Linked DNA regions of Triticum aestivum: region 2 is linked to region 1. A link is a contact called in public Hi-C data. All regions are on one chromosome and are shown on one strand. Each heading gives the region's core, a stretch centred on a gene start, on an enhancer-like site or on the middle of the called end of the contact. The rest is flanking DNA. Distances are from core to core; before and after follow the strand shown.

The links. A called contact is a pair of places that touch in the nucleus more often than the background predicts.
Region 2: a contact with region 1 is called in a Hi-C map of leaf, with 3 times the contacts expected there. The contact joins the enhancer-like site here to the promoter of LOC123044608 in region 1. A contact is called at or near these places in 2 of 5 Hi-C or Micro-C datasets (both in leaf).

What each region holds. Positions count from the first base shown.
Region 1 is chr2B:251,026,508-251,029,813 of IWGSC CS RefSeq v2.1, forward strand. LOC123044608 (isopentenyl-diphosphate Delta-isomerase I) reads right to left here and starts at 1,678. Exons shown (of 7, transcript XM_044467401.1): 1 at 1,454-1,678. The coding sequence starts at 1,518.
Region 2 is chr2B:251,302,599-251,305,904 of IWGSC CS RefSeq v2.1, forward strand. It overlaps LOC123044609 (pentatricopeptide repeat-containing protein At4g18975, chloroplastic), which reads right to left. Exons shown (of 5, transcript XM_044467402.1): 5 at 3,057-3,306. The coding sequence ends at 3,302. Among protein-coding and RNA genes, the nearest start is that of LOC123044609, 7.8 kb to the right of the region's middle. Within about 2 kb of position 1,798, at least 1 of the 8 cell types and tissues checked has an H3K27ac peak or open chromatin away from gene starts, as enhancers often do. A contact at or near this core is called in leaf, where this site is marked.

The DNA of each region.
Region 1 (3,306 bases), core at 428-2,927:
AGCCTTTGTGCTAACTTCACCCAAGCGCTCTACCCTCAGGAAGAAAAAAAATATTCACCCAAGTGCTTAAAAATAAAAACTTGCAAATTCGGTCCTTCATATAATTATCAGTTTCATATAATACAATATGAAAGGGGGAATATGAGCTCCTTATTGAAAAAAAAGAGTGAGGCTTTTATAAGCATGGGTATACCTACACCTGTTAACTCTTTGGATATTTATGGCGCACAAAAAAAATCCAATTTTTTTCCTGAACATGTGGTACTGAATCGATGGTTCACATATAAAATTTTAGGGCCACATTCTTGAGCGTTTGGAGAAACAAAAAGAGTGAAGTTCGAGAAAAGAAAAATTGCGGCACATGTTCTTTTTATGTGTCCCACATACCATTGATTTTCATTCCGATTATTGGTGTGTAACATTGTATACTGCAGCCACGATTTTTTGAGATTTATAGTATAGAAATACTCCCTCCGTTCCAAAATAGATGACCTCTAAGTCATCTATTTTGGAACGGAGGGAGTACAACACAACCTCACTAATTCGTAAGGAAATTTATCTTTGATGCACGCTCGCCTTCACGCAATCTCCGGCTTCCAGTTAAATTTGTACTGCTCGTAATCTGAGCGTTTTTGTATGGCCTCCAGGCTATGGAACTTGTAAACCACCACCTCAGATCACGTTTAGCACATTTATAACATGGACGATTTTTGCAAAGAACTAGGTGCCTGCTTGTCGTCTAAAACAAACAGGCAGTCCTAAGAGGGGTCAAACCTCTGCTTTGATAGTACTCCCTCCGTTCCAAAATACTTGACCCCCACTTGTCTACATATGGATGTATCTATACTTGTTTAGTGTCTAAATACATCCATCTCTAGACAAATGAAAGTCATCTAATTTGGAACGGAGGGAGTAGTACACTAGCTGTTTCTTCCTGTTACGATGCTATGATATATACTCCCTCCGTCCCATAATATAACGTTTTCTGCCACTAGTACGGAGGGAGTACTTTGTAGCCAAACGCAGAGGCTGCACTAGAGTGCCCTCGTCGCATGGCAATGGCATGTCCGGATTTTCTGGGGCAGCGGTCTCCCGCACCGTATATATAGGACGAGATCGATGCCTCGTACCTCCCCGACACACAAGCCAACCGCACCCTCCCGTGATGATCCAAGTCATCACACCAAGACGGCAAGACGAGTACAGGACCCAATGTTCAGAATTCAAATCCCGCACCCTCCCGTCCTGATCCCCGACGAGATCCAACGAAGCAGCCAAACAATAGAGACCGAAAGCTCAAACCCCATACGTGAAACCAGGCCGACAAATCCAGATGCGCGCATCTCGGCACAACCCGGCGAGATATTCGAACTTAAAAAGCAACGAGAGTCGGAGGAGAGAGAGAGAGAGAGAGAGAGAAAAGGCAGGACAGGGATAGGATGCGGGCGCTCACTCATCGTCGAACATGAGGCGCCTCTGGACCTCGTCCATCCCGGCGTCGTCGCCCGTGCCGGCCATGTCTCGCGGCGGAGGAGTCCGGGCGGGCGGCGACCCGAGAGGTCTGCGGCCGTGCGCAGTGTGTATGCGCTGCGCAGGGGTGGGGCGAGGACAGGTGAGGACTGAGGCGGGGGGCTGATAAATAACGGGGAGGGGGGCCGGCGGCGCGGCGTTGTGGGCCCGGTGTGTCAGCGAATATATCCACGCGAGCAAGCGGGGATTCCCTGCGGTCCGAACTGCTGCGAGGCTCCGGCGCTCGCGAGGGGGGCGTTTACGTATCCGCTTCGGTCGCTGAGCGATGGGCCCCGGGCTGCGTTTCCTATGTATGGGTCTTTTTTTTTTGCGGGGTACCTATGTATGGGTCTGTTCTTTGACTGCTCTGGGTCAGAAACGTGGTGTCGAGTTGGACTTGGATCGGATCGGTTTAAATCGAGAGGCGAGACATGCCATACGAGGGACCATACCAAATAAGTTCAAAAATTACCTCAAAAAAAAAGGCAGCTTTTTAAAAATGACATTATTTTATGGTAATCGTACTGCGTGCACGTTCAGGGCAAAGTCTTGCCACGCGACGGGCTTGCAGCTTGCAGCCTGCAGCCATGGCCCTTGAGGGCATGCGATGGGTGCATGCGATGATGATGTGATGTAAGGGCATGTACAATGGTATTATTTTAAAAATAAACTAATATTTTCTTTGGTAAGTCAACAAAATCTTACCAAATAAGTGCTTAATAGTAATATGACAGTTAGATCATGATGATTACATACAAAAATCTCTAAGATTTTAATGATGATTACAGGCAGTCACATAGACTAATATATTAGAATGATTATACTCTGTTGCAAAGCACAAACATTTATCCAATATAAGATGAAACAAGCGTGTGGACATATGTCTTCTCTTGTTTGTAGGAATATATTCTTCCGGGGTAAAATTCATGTTTTCTTTAGTTGCCATGTTTTCTTGTTTGCCTGGAATTGAATGGCGGAAAAATGACCATCTAACATCTTTGTTGGACCGCGCGGGAGGCATGGTGAGCAATATTCAAATTATTCAAATTAAAAAAGAACATCTTTGTTTGATAGTCAGACTATTGTTGGCACACAAATTGCATCTCCTCCGTTTCAATGGGAAAAAAGGATTATCCCTAACTTTGTGTTGGCATAGCAATATGTAGCGTACAACCACACATACATGCGATTATCCCTAACAAACATATATGAAATCAAAACCCACACACAACGAAGGCCACTATTTTTTATCACTCATGAGATCGATTTTTCCAAGGATGGTTGAGTGTCAGTCTTTCGCTAGTCTTTATGTCACGAGTCATCAATTGTGCTTGTCCATTTACTCCACCTCACTTGCCTCACGATGAGTTGTCGGGTAGTGCCGCCTCCGCGGCACATCATCCCTGCTCGCAGTGTCACGTTACCTCCACTAGCACCCCTACCCCCACCCCCTCACGCGTGCCCTCACCTCTCTGTCATCACACTAACCCCAACATTTGGTGACGAACAACTCTCCTTCATCCCCATATCTATTTTTGATGTCTTTGAATATGTAGGCCTAGGTTTTTGTTTGCAAGAAATATCTTTATGTCACGAGTCATCTCTCATGGTTGTCCCTTTCATCCACCTCACTTGCCTCACATGAGTTGTTGGGTAGTGCCGCCTTAGGCGCACATCATCCCCGCTCGTACTGTCACGTTACCTCCACCAGCCCCCCCCCCCCCCCCCCCGCGGGCTCCCCTCATCTCTTCGCCATCACGCTAACTTTAGCATTTTGTGATGTACAACCCTCCGTCA
Region 2 (3,306 bases), core at 548-3,047, 280 kb after region 1:
CTTGCCAACCAAGCCACCGGTCCGGAGTCGAAGCGCAAGAGCAAGCGCACGAAGGCATACACGGCGGTCGAGGACAAGCTTCTATGCGAGTGTTGGCGAGACATTGGACAAGACCCCAAGACGGGCGTCGAACAAAAGCATTCAACCTTTTGGATCCGTGTCCACCAGGAGTTTCATGAGCGCAAGAAGTTTCTGCCTTACCAAATTGTGAGCACGCGCGGGTGGGTGTCCATTTCGAAGCGATGTAGGGTGATCCGACAAGAGTGCAACAAGTTTTGTGCCACTCTTGAGAGCGTCAAGGCCCGCCCCGTGAGCGGCATCGGCATGCAAGACATGGTATGCTAGCAAGCCGCCCTCTTTTGTGTCATCAAGTTCATGCTTGCATGTTCATTTGCATACCATTTACCAATATGCTTGCATGGAAACATTTTGTAGGCATTTCAAGCTTTGGAGATATTCAAGGTCCAACACAATGGCAAGTGCTTCAACCTCTTCCATTGCTTTCGGGTCATCACGGACGATGAGAAGTTCAAGGCGCAATATGTCGCCTTCAAGTCGCGTGGGGGGAAGCAAGCTGTGGAGGAGGTTGGGGACGGCGAGCCGGCACGGCCGCGGGGGAAGACCAACTCCAAGAAGGAGGACAACCGGGATGCGGCATCCAACGCCTTGATCGCAAGCATGGAGGGCATGATGAATAAGAAGGGCTCAAGGGAGGAGGAGCGTCGGCGTTTCAAAGAAGAGCAAATGAACGCCTTCATGGAGATTCAAAGGAGGAGGCTTGAGATGGACGCGGAGAAGCAAGCCAAGATGCTTGAGCTGAAGGAGGAGAAGCAAGCCAAGATGCTACAGATCGAGGCCACCAACGCAAGACCAAGGCAAAAGAAGTGGCTCTCGCGAGCATGATGACCGGGGTGAAGATCATGAAGGTGGATCTTAACACCGTGTCGCCAAGAAAAAGGCCGTGGTTCGAGAAGATGCAGGCCAACGTGCTCAAGTTCACCGACCAGTGATCTCGTGGCCCCGAGCGCCTTCCTTTTTGTATGTCAGCTTGTGTGCTGGCATGACCATGGGGCCGCGATGGCGTGGTCGAACTCAAGTCCCACCCCTTTTTTGTGCTGGCATGTGTGCCGGCCGCTGGCGAGTGCGCCAGCGCGAACTATGTGGTGATATTTTTTGAAAGCGGCAATGTATGCAGGCGTCGGCATGGTGTCGACATGAGGCATGACCGTTGGCATTAATCTATGCGCAGCAGACCTTCTTTAAAAATTAAATGCGGACATGAAAATGGGTCGGCGCGTTAGGCGGACGGCCGATCCAAATACAAAACAGAATGGATGCCAGGCGGGCGGCCGACTCAAACGATAAAAAAGAATAAATGCGCCGTCTGTTTGGATCGGTCCGTTGAAGTTGCTCTACACGTTATTATATAGCCAAGACCGCAACCAACTGGTACTGTGATACACGAAAGCAACACCTGCACATAGAACTGAACCTCCTTTTTCTTATCGAACACAACGTCATCTCAATGTATAGTCAAAACGAAGGAGAAAAGAACACGTTGAAAAAATTTAGCTCCGGTCTTGTGTAGAACCTCCTAGTTCTACTAGGACACGGAAGTTTCCAGACTTGCCTCCAATTTGTGCTCCTTGTTACGCGGCAAACCTGTGGCATTGGTTTCAGTTCAAGGGTAGGCGAGGAGAGCGCGAGGCTGATGAGGCAGCGAACCAGCGCCGCGCACGGCGGGTGGCTCGCATCCACCGGTGCTAGTTCCGGAGGCTTCGGGTTTGTCGCCTCCGGTGATCCATCCGCATTGGCATTGTCACTTTCCAGGCGCACAACGCAACGGGACGACAGACAACCGAGCCAAGCAAACCAGCGCCCCAAAATTTGGTTGGAGTTGCGCGTGGAAAAGAAGACTAGCGTGCAAATTGAGGACGCAGCCATTTGTAGGAGACTGCAGCCAGCACCGAAGCAGCACGACTCCACGTCCTTGCAGACCTTACCCTACTCGTCTCGCCACAGATGCAGCCGCTAACATCAGTGAAATCGCTGGTGCAAAGCATGCCAGCATTTATTTTTTTAAACGGAGGCAAAAATTTTGCCTTATCTATTAATTAAGAAGAAGAGAGTTACCTAGTTAATTTATGGAAAACCAGACGAAAACCATCACAACCATGCTCAAAAGCACGACCCCATCCACATGTGAACTACTCCCGAATCATGGAGCCACAGGACCGAAGCACCCAACACACTACTACTGCAACCCACAACATATGGGTCCCTATACTGCAAAAGAAAACCAATCGACATAATGCAACTCGAGGAAAACACATCGACGAAAACCACCCCCATGACCGAGCACACGTCTGCAACTCAGAAAGCCGAGAACCATCCATCATGGAACCATTTACGCCTCCCCTCTAGCGCTATCCTTCTTGCTTTTGCTCCTGCAAGATTTCTCTTTGAGGATGCCAGATCTAGAGTTAGCGCCACCCTTCTTGTGCTTCTCCCTCAAAGCTTTTTCCTCCAAGAGGCATCCAATCGTCTTTCCAGAATTTTTAGAGTCCAGGTTGGCTACGAATTCACAAATCTTGGTGGCTAAAAGGACACCAGGATTAGGCACCAACACTCCGGCCACAACAATTTTATCAGCCATAGGAACCACACCTCCAAAGGGTTCAAGCGATCGCGTGTTAACCATGTCTGGACCATCACCCTCCACACATGCATACTCCGACTGACTAGGCTTCAACGGAGGTGGAGAGGGCGTCGAGGCAACCGTCACCGCCCCAAGCGAGCCCACCTTCGAGAGCACCATCGATATAGGCGAAGATGGTTCCACACTTAACACCTGCAACTCAGGCATACATTGTAGCACCGGAGTCACGCCCTCGATGACGACCTCACTGGATGCCAGCATTGGAAGTTTGGAACACAAGATCTGATCTGCGTGGCTAACTGCACCCTTCATCAGGAGCAGGACTGTACTGTCATGTCACACGCCGTAGCGGTTAATTAACAAACTTGGTTCGTCAAAACTTTGTTCCTGCACATGGTGCCGAAGACGACAGCAACCTGTCTGAAACATCACAACTTACACATGTTTGGATACCAACATCATTAGTAATGCCAGTTCTCACCCTGCACTATGATATTATCCATTTGTCTAGAGAGCATTACAATTTCGACACCTTGTTCTACCTGACATGCTCGCATAGGACCTCGGAAGAACAATAGCAATCACATATGTCCAGGCGAGGCGACACTCATTGTTCATCCGAACCTATCCAGAGGACGTTTGCTAGG